Linked DNA regions of Mus musculus: region 2 is linked to region 1. Evidence: chromatin contacts called from public Hi-C data. All regions are on one chromosome and are shown on one strand. Each heading gives the region's core, a stretch centred on a gene start, on an enhancer-like site or on the middle of the called end of the contact. The rest is flanking DNA. Distances are from core to core; before and after follow the strand shown.

Region 1 (6,886 bases), core at 1,435-3,934:
TAAGACGAGAGGAGACTTGCTAGAATGACACACAGCTGAGACAGAGATGGAAGAGAGAGGGAGGGGAGGGGGGAGGACAGGAAAGGACAGAACCTTTATAGCACAAGTCCATTTATTAAGCAAACGACCTTTCCCTCTTCCTCTGCTATGCTCTCGAAAGGCCTCTGCTGAGCAGTATCGATTGGAGAGCTGGCCACAGTCCCTGCCTGGCAGAATCCATCAAGGCAATACCTGCTTTCAAAGAAGATGGCTCTCTGGTGCTGATGGATCAGGATCCAGCTGGTTCCTTACAAGGCAGTTTGGATTGTCACATGCCCCATGGAAAGGGATCTGCAGGCTGCTTTTTCTTTGATCTTATTCAGGAGGCTGAGCCTAAAAGCTTTTGAGGGGGAAAAAGCTCAAGATCACCTAAGCTACGTAGTAGATTATAGGTTAGCCTGGTCTACAAGCAAGACCCCCATCCTCACCCGCCCACCTCAAAAAGCAGGCAACGAATTAAAAAGATTAAAAATAATAAGAGAGCTAGGAAGATGGTTCCGTGGGGGAAAACATTTGCTAGGCAAACACAAGAACCTGACTCTGACTTCCCAGAACCCACACAGAGCTGAACATGCGAGCTTGCATTTGTAATCCCAGAGCTCCTACGCTGGGAAGGGAAGCTAACCAGGAAGCTGAGACTGGATATTTCCCAGAAACTCTCAGCCGGCTAGCTCCTCAGCCTCACTGACAAACTTGTAAGAGGCCCTGTATCAAATAAGGGGGAAGGCTCTTCATATGTGACTTGGCACATGTGTGCCCATACACAAACACACCACACACAGGCAGGCAGGCAGACAGACAGACAGACAGACACACACACACCATGTATACCACAACATGCATACATACTCGAAAATAAAAGAAGCTGGGATGAGAGCTTTGGGACTTTACTTTTGCTTCCTCTTAGATGCTTCTGCACTAGGACCAAGCTCACTGTTCTGGGGACAGCCCTGGAATCCTGACCAGGCCCACTATTCTGCAGATGGCCCTGAAATCCTACCCTGACCTCATGGGGTGAACTGTAGATCAGCCAGCCAGCCAATCAGTTGACGAACGGGCCTGTATTGAGTACTTGAGTTGTTCTGAGGAAGTGCTCGAATGCTGCCCTCGAGGTTGTTTCGAGGGAGAAAATGTCATTGTGCATTTAAAAAGAGCCACTCTTGACAGCAGACCATGGCTTTAAACAGCAAAGGAAAGTGGAACAGAACATCGGAGGTTTAGGTGACTACCCTTATTAGGAAAGAACTGGCCAGGTGATAGCCCGAGCAAAGCCACTTAGCCATAGAACTGAGCTATCAAGGCAGTAGCCTGGTCCAAGAGCCACATCTGCCATGAGCACAGGCAGCCAGCATACAAAGAAGACACCTAGAGCTGTGACTTGCTGCTTAGGCTTACAAGCGTCCCCTGTGAATTGCTAGTGCTCCAGCCCACTTGGGAAGTTGGTGTGTTTGCAAGGTCTTCCTGGCTGCCTGCCTACTCTGTCCCTATTGGGATGATAGCACAAAGGAATTGTTTTGCTTCTGAGCTGGTGGTCTCCAGGAAGTTTTATGTGTGTATATAGTTAGCCACAGGGCATCGATTCTTTCTTGGCTAATACAAAGGCAGACAGTTTTATGCTGAGCTGATCAGTGACCAGTCCGAGACTGCTTTTCATCCATACATGAGAAATCAATTAGTCATTCTGCACCCACAGAGGGGAGGAACAGGAGAGTGACCCCAAGCAATTCCCAGGAGACGCTTGTAAGCCTAAGCAGCAAGTGAGGGAGTCACGGATCTCACTTCTGGGGAAGGCTTATGCAGTGTAGACACTCAACCTGCAAAACAACCCTTGTGGGTTACTGTTATTATCACCACATTCTATGTTATGATACATCCCCTGTCTTCTTTAGGGAAGATACACAATTTCTGGGGCTGGGGAGATGGCTCACTTGGGGAAGTGTTTGCATGAGTAAACACGTGTAAATGTGAGGACCCGATTTTGATCCCCAGAGCCTATATTAAAAGCCAGGCACAGTAGCATACATTTGTGATCCCAGTGCTGGAGAGGCAGAGACAGGAGGACCTTGGGGTCTGCTGGCCAATTAATCTAGCTATATCAGAAAGCTCCAGGTTTACTAAGAGTCCCTGTCGCAATATATAGGGTGGAAAGTGATCAGAGGGGATACATGACTTGACTTCTGGCCCCCACACGCATATGCATCTCTATCTCTATCTCTATCTCTATCTCTATCTCTATCTCTATCTCTATCTCTATCTCCATTGTCCTGTTTCTCTTTTGCTGCTCAAGGGCATGGGATGAGGCTCAGGCTCCTCATCTGTAAAATAGGAGCTGGGATTGAGGAACGGAGAAGGCTTTCTTCAGTCTCTTGGATTTGGTGATTCCTCTCATGGCCTTGACCTTGGCTTCTAGGGCCTAAGCTGGCTGCTCAGATCTTGTTCTCTCATTAGTCCTTATGTTAGCAGGCACTAGCTCAAAGACTACCCAACGCTGGGCTCTCCCACCCTGCCTCAGGGCCATCTTGAGCATCTGCCATCACTTCCTGCTTCTTGGCATGCACCGGGCACAAGGGGTGCCACCCTGTGGTGCCCGGCCAAAAGGCCAGAGCAGGGCAGATGGCAAACAGAGCTGTCACTCGCCACCCTCGTGTTGGCTGAAGTCTTGCTGGGCTGGCATCCACCCTGCCACTCAGTTCTGCCAAATGGCCTTTACAGACGGAGCCCTGACAAGAGAATATAGTTTCTGTTTCTCATGGCTTTTGATCTTCCAGCTGGATGAGGACGCCCAGCTCCTTCTCTGCTTCTAATGTTCTTGGGTATTGATTGCATCAGACACATGAGAGGCTTGATGGTATTCTACCCTGCTCCCGCTGGTCAGGAGGGCTGGATCCACAGTGGAGTCTAAGTCCAGGGCCAGGAGAGATTTAGCATGGCCACAGGGTATTGCGGGAATGTCGGGCTAGAGTCTGGATCTTTATCTTTTCCTGCTCATCTCTCTCAGAGATCATTCCGCAATAGAGGTGGGAATAAATGATCTCTGGGGGAAGTCCCACCTGCTGCCTCTGTCTCTGTCTGTCTATCTGTGTGTGTGTGTCTGTGTTTCTCTCTGTCTGTCTGTCTCTTTCTCTCTCTGTATGTCTGCCTCTCTGTATGTCTCTGTCTGTCTCTGTCTCTCTCTTTTCCTCTCTGCCTATCTATCTCTCTGTCTCTATCTCTGTCTCTTTCTGCCTGTGTCTCTCTGTCTGTCTCTCTCTTTCTCTGTCTGTCTGTCTTTCTTGTCTGTCTATCTCTATCTCTGTCTCTCTCTTTCTCTCTCTCTGCCTGTGTCTCTCTGTCTATCTCTGTCTCTCTGTCTCTCTCTGTGTGTGTTTGTGTGTATGTGTAGGTTAGAGGCCAACTTCAGTTGTCATTCTCAGGTGCCATCTGCCTTGTCTTTTGAACCAAGGGTCTCCTAGTGGCTCAGGGCTTGCTGCCCAGGCTGGGCTAGTGGAGTACCAAGCTCCAGGGAGCCACCCGTCTCCACTTCCCTGGCACTGGGTTTACAAGCACACACCACTATGCTTGATTTTTTTTTTTTTTTAATATATGGGTTCTGGGGAACTGAACTCAGGTCCTTCTCCTCATGCTTACGTGGCAAGCCCTTTACTAAGTTAGCTCCCCAGCCTTAAACAAAACTTTATTAGTACATGGCCATGCTTGCTGGTTGAAGCTGCACAATAAAGATGAATTGTTGCAACAGAGGCCACATGTGGCCTCCAAGACCTAAAATGTTTGGTATCTGGCCCTTTGGAGCAGAAGCCAGGCAAGACCTGCTCCCCATATCTCTTCGCTCAGTCACAGGGGTTATAGACATGCCTGCTGCTTTCTGTTTAGTTACAGCTGTTTAATAATACAGACCTTATAGGGTCAGGAGTGAGTCAGACCTCAGAAGTGTTGGGCCTGTGGTTTCCTTTACCTTGCATGCATGGCTAGAATGGCATGTGTCACCCTGGTGGGTCTGGGGCAGCATCCCACAATCAAATACATTTCTTTGTTTTAAAATCTATTTTTTTTTAGATTTCTTTTTTATTTTATATGTATGTCACATGTGGGTGCTGGGACCTGAACTCAAGTCCCTGCAAGAGCAGTGTGCGCTCTTAATTACTGAGCTATTCCTAAGCCTCACAGGATTTTTTTTCCTAGAGTGAGAGAAATGCTCCTACTTTATAAATAAAACCACGAGCAGATTCCCATAAATTTAGGCCAGTTTCTATGACAAAATGTATACATGTTGCATGAAAGGTGGTTTCCAAACGAGTTACATAGGCCACTTTGGAGACCTTAAGAACTTTAGACTAGAAGGCCATTTGGAATGGTCCTGTACGTTAGATGAGGAAGCAGAGGCTGGGAAGGTTCATGCTGAGGTTCTCTAGTTGGTAAAGAATGCGCTTAGACCCTCACTGAAACCTGATTTGCCTCTGAATTTATTTCCCAGCCCCCTAGAAGGCCCAAGTTTCATTCTATCCGCTCCCATGTCACCTTGCACAAAACTTCCCTGGGAAGGAAAACCTACACTTACCTCTAACCTTTCCAGGAGTTCTTTGCCTCAAAATCCAGTACTTAATTACCTGTTAACTGGTGAGATCATACCTCAGTGGTCTATTTGAGGATGGAGCCTGGGAATTCATCTTTTCTGGTCTTCTCCAAAGGGCTGAGTGCTCAGTCTCTGGTGATGATCCATTACTAACTACAGAAGGCATAAAGCAAAGGACTTGGGAGGTGGCTCAGTCTATAAGTACAGGCAAGAGGACCTGAGTGCCATCCCTAGCACCTGTGTAAAAGAACCAGATGTGGCAGCATGAGCCTGTGATCTCTGTCCTTGGGAGACAGACACAGGAGGGTCCCTGAGGGTTTGCTGTTAGCTAGTCTACTGAATTGGTGAGTTCTAGATTGAATGAGAGGCTCTGTCTAAGAAAAAAAAAAGCATGGGAAACAATTTAGAAGAACATCTGATGTCAACCTCTGGAACACACACACACACAGACTGGCAGACATAGATACGTAAACACAAACACACAGATACATATACATATACACACATATAGACAGACACATACACAGACATACACAGAGATAGACAGACATAGAGATATACACAAACATACACAGACACACACAGATACACACACAGACACAGACACATAGATACACATACAAACACAGAGAGAGACACACACAAATAGACAGACAGACACATACACACAGACACACACAGAGACAGAGGGACACAGAGATATATATACAAACACACAGACACACACACACACATAAACACATATAGACACACACACACATAGACAGACAGACACATACATACATAGGAACATACATACAAACATACAGAGAGACACACATACACACAGAGGTGCACAATTTAATTTGGGCAGTGGGTCTGTTTTCTGCCCAGCAAGGGGTGGGATACAGGGGTTTGTAGGTGTCTGACCATGGAATAAGAAACATGTAGGGGGGCTGGAGAGATGGCTCAGCGGTTAAGAGCACTGACTGCTCTTCCAAAGGTCCTGAGTTCAAATCCCAGCAACCACATGGTGGCTTACAACCATCTGTAATGAGATCTGATGCCCTCTTCTGGTGTGTCTGAAGACAGCTGCAGTGTACTTACATAAAATAATAAATAAATCTTAAAAAAAAAAAAAGAAACATGTAGGACACACCCCATTTGGCTCCACTATAAACTTCAACACTCCTTAACCTGAGGGGCCAGATTTGGAAATGCGTTCCCGTGAAATCAAACCATGTGTGTGCCATACGTCATTGGAAAATATACCTCAGAAGATCAGTAGATCTGGAAACAGGTATCTCAATCGTCAAGGGCAACAATCAGGCAAAGACAGCCATCCTTCTGTGGTTGATGTCAGCAAGAAAGCCAAAGACAGAGTCTGCATTTAGGAAAAGCATTTAGGAGAATCTTGTGGCTGAGGGCTCTCGTGGGGCTTGGGTAATACTGATGAATATGTGCGTTTTGAAACGGTCAGGAGTCGTCTAATAATCCATCACATATAAAGATGCCTTGGGGAGCCACTAACCCTTTCTCTGCTGCTGTGGAGTCTAACCCCTTCCAAAGACGGGTGCCTGGGCTGCACCACCACAGGATTTATCATCGTTATCAGCACTCATCATTGTCAGCCATGGGAGAGACTAAAAGGACCGCTTGTGTGTGGTGCTTGGTAAAGCTCTGTCCTGGGTGAATCCTCTTTCTCTCTGCCCTTAGTGATAGTCTGGCCCAACCTTTTCTATGAAACACACTAAGGGACCATGCAGGACAATGGAGGGAGGGTGTCCAGTTGTACTGGTGATGTAGGTGGAGCGTCTAACTTTGCCAGATTATCTGGCCTTAAGCAAATTATTTACTTCCCTAAATCTCACATTTTCATTCATAAAAGGGATTGCCAATAATATCCCCTTTTCGGGGTCATTGTAAGATATAATGAGATGGTCACTGTTAAACATTTATAAAAACAACTGTGTGTATGTGTGTGTGTGTGTGTGTGTGCGTGCATGCAAGGGCACTCACCCATGCAACTGCATACGGAGACCAGAAGTTAAGGTTGGGATGTCTTCTCCAATCATGTCTGTAGTGTTATTTTACTTATTTACTAACTTTTTGAGACAAGATTACTTCCTGAATCTGGAGCTTGCTATCTTCAGCTAGATTGCCCAGCCAATGAGCCCTTGAGGTTTACCTGTCTCCATCCCCTGTTCTAGGATTATAGACCATAGCCAGCTTTTAACATGAGTGCTGGGGGGTTCAAAATCAAGTCCTCATGCATATCTAGCCATCATTTTACTCACT
Region 2 (6,886 bases), core at 3,282-5,781, 320 kb before region 1:
ATATTTCAGTCACAGCTCTTACCCAGTCATGGTGGCACATGCCTTTAATTCTAGCATTCAGAAGGCAGGCAGATCTCGGTGAGTCTGAGGCCAGCCTGGTCTACAGAGTGAACTCCAGATCAGAGTAAGACCCTGCAAAACCAAACAAGAAAGGGTTCCTACAACAGGGATGAGTGTAAACAAGGCCGGGTCCCTATCCATATGCAGTTCAGTATAGTTGACTGCTGTGGAGGTGAGGACGTGTCTAATTTGCACAGTGGCAAAGGACCAGCAATGGATGGGTTCACACCTGGCACCTTGCACTGACCTGAGGCTGGACCCAGAGGCAGGGTCCCTACCTCCCCTTACAGACTGCCTGCTGACCCAGCAGGCTTTACTATGGAGTCATCTAAAAGCCACTGAGCCGGGCAGCACCATGGCTCAGAGCCTGCTAAGATACCCAGCCTACTGCCAAGGACCACAGTGAGGTCACCCTTCCTGCTGCCCAAACCGCTTTCATGCAAGATCTTCTTAGCTTACCACCCCCTCCCCTAAATTAGGTCTGAACTACTTCCCACTTAGACAGCCACCCACTCCCACCCTCCCTTCTCCCAGGGAATTCAGAGAGCTTTTCCAAATCCATTTCCCCATCTTTCCTCAGTCATCCTTTGTTCTTCAAGCTGCCTTCCTTCCTCTTGGTGTAATTTGCATCTCAAAGCTTGTGACAGGCTGAGTACAGTAGGTGACTTTGGGAAAGGGGGAGACTTGGAGAGAAAGAGAGAGAGAGACAGAGAGAGAGAGAGAGGCTGCATTAGAAGTCCCAACTTCACTGCATTCGTCTGAGGCCTGAGATTGACAGCTTTGTGTTTTTCCCTTTTTTGGAAGAATAGCTGCTTATTTTGGGAGGAGGGGGGAGGGAAGGCGAGCCCTTCCTCAGAGATGGAAGTGTCTCTCATTCATTCTATTTCAGTTATGAGTGAGATGAGGTACTCTCTGGATTTGGGGGTGCCCAGGACAGGGATGCAGCGTGGCTAGAGAGTATTCGGGGGAGTCTGAGAATTTGTCTGCTGAGCCAGCCCCTGTACCAAAAAGGCCTTCGCATCTTCCCATTCCCCACAAAGCCAAAGTCTAGCCGCAACAGCACCTGCCTCCCAGGGACCATGAACCTGCAGGGCCGAATGCAGATTGTGGATGCTCCCTCTGGACGTGAAGCCTTTTCCTAGTCTGATTTACTCCCCATTTTCTGAGGCATTTGGGGGGTCATAGCCCCAACCCCTAGTTGTACTACCCTAGCTACTTTGCCTCAGTTTCCCAGTGTGTAAACCTTAGTGTTCCTTGTTTCTCAGTGTGTCATGATGATTAAATGAAACGTCTGACACCCAGTCTGCCGCACGGCGCGTGCTCAATAACCAGGAGCTACCGAGATGCAAAGACTTCTGCTCATCCCCTCTCCCAGCCATGGCCACTGAGCTTTGGTGGGGTTTGAAGCCAGGAAAGGGGAGGCCTGACTGGAACTGTCCCCAAGTATCTCTGTCCATGGGAACTCACCGCCCAGAGAAGCATACATACACGCGAATCCATTTTTGTCCCAAGGGGGATTGCAGAGAGGGAGTTAAGGGGTCCAAGGTCATGGCTGCCATGGCTGGATGCTGGAAATGGAAAGTTTGAGGAGCCTGGTGGTGCCCCTGCAGGGTGAGCTTCTTTGAGGAGTGGCTGCCTGGTCGCCTGGCTTACAAGGTTAGGGCACAGAAGGGCTTTAGTGCAGTCTCTGGGTGCAGTCCTCAGGCCTGTGCTTCCATCCTATTGCAAGATAAACTCCGGGTGGGTGGGAGAAAAGGGGTGGGGTCAGGGCCTCTCAGAACCTGCACATGGCAGCCAATCCTGAATCTGACCTGAGTTGGAGATTCTCTGTTCTGAGATGGCCTGATGCCGCCGCAGGATCCTCCCTGTGCACCTCACTGAGTCCCAGTCTGACCCCCCAAGAGGTGTGTGGTCTTGAAGAGTGCATGGAACACCTGGGCACTCCCTGTCTCCTTTCCAGGAATTCTGTCCTTGATCCCTTCTGAGAATTCCATGTCCCTCTACAAAGGTGTTAGAGAGGACGGTATCTTCTCCAGGGAGCATGCACTAGGCTAAGGTCAGGAGTCCCAAAGGAGTTGCTGACGAAATTCCAGATAGCAGTGAATTGTGCCACCTGGGCGGCCATCCCCAGCCCCTGGAAGAGAGAGACAGAGAACATGCACGCACACAGACTCACCACCCACTCCACCTGAGCCTCAGCGGCCCCAGTTCCTCATCCCAGAGTTTCAAGGAACGAAAGTGACATAGGCTTTACACGGGTGGGGTGGAAACTGAATATCTTCCCAGGGCCCCATGGGCCCTGAGGCCTCAGCAAGACTTCTACCCTGTTCCTTCCCTGTCAGGGAACAATAGTTGCCTGTGTGCCTCTCCTGAGAACACCCAGGCCAGGGCTAGCCTGGGGGCACTTTCCATTTCTGGATGTCCCTCTTCAGGCCCCTGCCCCCACTTCCATCCCAAGGCTTTTAAAGTTATCCTGACTTGTGGGGGGAGAAGAATGGGTCAGGGCATCCACAGACTCTCAAAATAAATGCTTGCTCTGAGCCATCCGCTTTCTCTCTAGATTCTCCTCTGCCCCCTCCCAGTTGTACTCATCAAAGACCTTGATTTTTAGTTGCTAAGCAACTTGTGCCTAAATTTCCAAGTGGGTCTTCAGGTGAATACAGGAGGAAGAAGACGAGGAAAAAATGTTTAAAATGATACAGCTTATGTGAAGATGCCAAGGCCCTGAGAAGGTGGGAGACTTGATGGAGGTTGCACAGCTAGTTAGTGTATGTGAGAGTAAGTGTGTGTGTGTGTGGGGGGGGGCAGATGTTGATACCAGGTATCTTCCTCAACTCCTCTCTACTATATGTATATAGAAATGGGGAGAGGCATGTCTCTTACTTAACCTGGAGCTAGGCTAGACCGGCTGGCACAGGCTAGACCGGCAAGCACAGGCAGTCTCCTGTTTCTGCCTCTCTAGCCTGAGGCTTCGGGTGCTCACCACCACTTCCAATAGTCACATGGGGCTTGAACTCGGGTTCTTATGTTTTATGAACTCACTCATTTCCCTAGCCCCTGGCCTTTACTATGAGAGGCACCCAGGTGGCACCAGCACTCCGGGGACCTTTCTTATTAAAGTGCCATCTGCCTCAATAGGAAGGATTGGGATGTGCACAGTGGGAATCAGGCATAGACCCTTTGGCATTCTAAAGAAGTTGCAGAGCTTTCCATAGAACAAAGTTGAAAGAGCATAAACCAGACGAACAGAAGGAAAGAAACAGGCTCCATTCAAGAAGCCATTATATGTGTACCAGCCCAACGAACATACAAGGTAGACCTTTCACTGTGGTACGCTAAAGAAATTCAAATGATCGGTAAGAGGCAGGGGCAGGGGGCTGGAGAGAGGGCTCGGTGGTTAAGAGCACCGACTGCTCTTCCGAAGGTCCTGAGTTCAAAGCCCAGCAACCACATGGTGGCTCACAGCCATCTGTAATGAGATCTGACGCCCTCTTCTGGTGTATCTGAAGACAGCTACAGTGTAGTTAGATATAATAATAAATAAATCTTAAAAAAAAAAAAAAAAAAAAAAGAGGCAGGGGCATAGCTCAGTGGTAAAGTGCTTGCCAGGCCTGGTGTTTGTGGGGCCTTGGGTCCAATCACTAACACTAACACTAACACTGACAATGAGAGAGAGAGAGAGAGAGAGAGAGAGAGAGAGAGAGAGAGAGAGAGAGAGAGAGAGAGAATAAACAGTATTTTGAAGCCATAGCAGAATATGACCTGAATATTTTATGCTGCCTACCAATGGAACTGTCACAGCCTCTGCCAATCTCAGAGGGTTGTTTCTATATTTATAAATAAAAATGTATGAGACTTCAGGGCTATGCTTAAGAAAACATACCTTCGATTTTCCTCAGAAAACTCATTGGTGTTAATGAGTTTGTTGACCCACCCAAGTTAAATGCCCCAGAAACAATCTCAGATAGGACATCCCTCAATAACAGAGACTGCCAGAGATGCCCTAGATGAAGGATTGTGGGAAGGTAGCATGGATGGTCTCAGTGCCCCACACCCCAGACGTGTCCCAAAATGCAGAGCTGACTGGCAGTCAGAAAGCCTGACTTTTCTCTCGGGTTCTTTGGAGCCTTGGGTGAGTCCTTTATCCCTCTGGGCTTCAATTTCCCTCTCTATAGAGTGAGTGCGGTGGTCCTCCAGGGTCTCACTGGCTCTGTCTTCTGTAGAGTGAGTGCGGTGGTCCTCCAGGGTCTCGCTAGCTCTGACATCCTGGAAATCTGCGTTTCTCCTTCCCGGAGAGCCGAAGCCCAGAAGCATGAGAAGCATGGGTGTTTGCGCACCCTGGACCGATGAGTAGGAACAGCTGGGGCCAGGCTGGCTGGCTCCCAATTGTTCAAGGGAATGGAGGAGGGCTAGATAGGGACCTCTCCAAAGTGACAGCTGGGTGAGCCTGGCTGGGGGCCTGGGCCACGCCTGCCATCTGGGCCTCCTTCCTGCCTTCCCTGCAGGGCGGTGGGGGTGTGGACCAGGCCAGGGCCAGACTGCAGCCTGGAGGAGGGGAGTGCCAGTCTGCTGGCTTGAGGATGTTAACTCTGTCATCCAGGTCTTATACAATTCTGGAGAGGAAGGGACCCGCCATCCCAGGTCCAGTTAGGCCACTTGGTCAGTGGGTAACTTCCGGATATTGATCATCTCCTTCCACTGTGTGGGTTCCACTCCAGGAATCTAACTCAAGTCTTCAGGCCTGGCTGTAAGTGTGTTTACTGACTCTGAGTCTTCTCTTTGCACAGCCCTTCCCCACCAGCATCTGCAGGCAGAAGCGCCGCCACCTGGAACCCTGGCTACTCACACACAGCCCTGGTTTCCAGATGCAGAGCCTTCTTCATGTAGCTTAATCCTCAAAAGCAAAGCACTCAGATCCTCCATGGGAAGGTTTCCCCAAGGTTTACACACACACACACACACACACACACACACACACACACACACAGAGAGAGAGAGAGAGAGAGAGAGAGAGAGACAGAGAGAGAGAGACAGAGAGAGAGAGACAGAGAGACAGAGACAGAGAGACAGAGACAGAGTTTTTTTTGTTTTTTTTTTTACTTACAATAGCTTAACTTAAGTTTTTTTTTTTTTTTTTTTTTTTTTTTTTTTGGATGTGTGGGCTGGCAAGTTAGCTCAGCAAGTAAAAGGGCTTGTCCCCAAACACCTGACAACTTGAGTTCAATCCCTGGGACCCATATGGTGGAAGGAGAGGACTGATTCCTGAAAGCCGTCCTCTGACATCACACTGTGGCATAGGTGTCCACATCACACAAAGTAAACAAACAAATAAATGGGAAAACAAGTAAGATTTTTTTTAACTTCATGTGCTCAGAGGAACCTCTACTCCAGGGTTGGAATTCTGAGCTTTCTCTGTTTTGTTTTGGTTTTTTATTTTATTTATTTGGTTTTTCGAGACAGTGATTCTCTGTATAGCCCTGGCTGTCCTGGAACTTACTTTGTAGACCAGGCTGGCCTCGAACTCAGAAATCCGCCTGCCTCTGCCTCCCAAGTGCTGGGATTAAAAGCGTGCGCCACCACCACCTGGTGCTTTCTCTGTGAAGCAGGTCTATTGCTACTGCAGCCTGCATCTTGTGACCACCAAGGAGACTCCAGTGTAGCATGTGGCTAAGCTGTGATATTCAAGGGGTCAGCATGTTACTGTGTGGCTTATGATGGGATGTCTGGCATGAAGGGGCACCTGCACACATGAGCTCTTTTTACACAGACATCTTGTTCTCTCTGCATCTTGCCTTCCTTCTATATACACTTGGCTCTCTGGGTAATAGTACTGAGGGGTTAGGTTAGCTCAAGGTTTAAGTGAAGAAAAAAGGTGACTGGCCATATGACGGAACAACTTGCCAGGCTGATTCTTTTCCTTCTGGAGTATATTAAAAACTCTCCATATATCTCTTTTTAAAATAAGTTGTTATTTAGTATATGTGCATGTGGGCAGATGCACACCCGGATACAAAGTATAGAGGACAGAAGAGGATGTGGGTGTCCTGTATTCCCATTGTTCCTTTTATTCTCTTGAGACAGGGTCTTTCACTAAATTTGGGGCTAGGCTGGTAGCCAGCAAATTCCAGTCATCCTCCTGTCTCCATGCACACCCATACCACTGGGGTTACAGGCTTGTGTGTGGCCACATCTGGCTTTTTGCACAGGTGCTGAGGATTGGAACTCAGGTCCTCAGGCTTGCACAGCAACTTTTCCTACCCACTAAGCCAGCTCCCCTGACCCGTATACATTCCTTGTTTCATTTCATGCATTTGCCATTTGGTTGTCTTTTACTGCTGTGTCGGCTCATTGGTGGTTGCGTCTTTGAAAGCCGTGGGTAAAAGTCCACTAGTATTAATATGTTGCTGGATTTACTAATTGTTTATGGTAATTTTGTGTGGGTTTTTTTTTTTTTTTTGAGTTTTCTCTGGATCCTGGCATTTGCAAGTAGAGGCAGCTCTGCCGCTTCCCTAACTTTTATCATCTTTTTCTTTTCTAATTGCATCGGCTGGCGTCTCAAGCACTGTGGCGATGGCCTGTTCCTAACTTTGATTGCAATGCATTGTTTACCTATCAGGCATGGGTGAGAAAGATAGATATGTACCTCAACATTTTATCGTTGACGTTTCAAGCACACTGCAATGTCTGGAGGATTTTATAGTGAGCACCATCTAAATTCTACCTTATACAATTTTCCATACTTGTCAGTGCCAGTGTCAATGTGTTTGAAGACGGGCAGAGTTTTTTTTCAAAAATTATTATTAATTTATTTATTTTACTTGCATGA

The links. A called contact is a pair of places that touch in the nucleus more often than the background predicts.
Region 2: a Hi-C map of cerebellum shows a contact between it and region 1, with 2.2 times the contacts expected there. The contact joins two enhancer-like sites. A contact is called at or near these places in 1 of 484 Hi-C or Micro-C datasets (cerebellum) and 1 of 9 other capture datasets (embryonic stem cells).

The regions. Positions count from the first base shown.
Region 1 is chr9:62,149,334-62,156,219 of GRCm38.p6, reverse strand. No RefSeq gene overlaps it. Among named protein-coding and RNA genes, the nearest start is that of Gm39351, 12 kb to the right of the region's middle. Within about 2 kb of position 2,684, at least 22 of the 459 cell types and tissues checked have an H3K27ac peak or open chromatin away from gene starts, as enhancers often do. A contact at or near this core is called in cerebellum, where this site is marked.
Region 2 is chr9:62,474,931-62,481,816 of GRCm38.p6, reverse strand. The region is part of intron 2 of Coro2b (coronin, actin binding protein, 2B); the gene reads left to right. Among named protein-coding and RNA genes, the nearest start is that of Coro2b, 59 kb to the left of the region's middle. Within about 2 kb of position 4,531, at least 95 of the 459 cell types and tissues checked have an H3K27ac peak or open chromatin away from gene starts, as enhancers often do. A contact at or near this core is called in cerebellum, where this site is marked.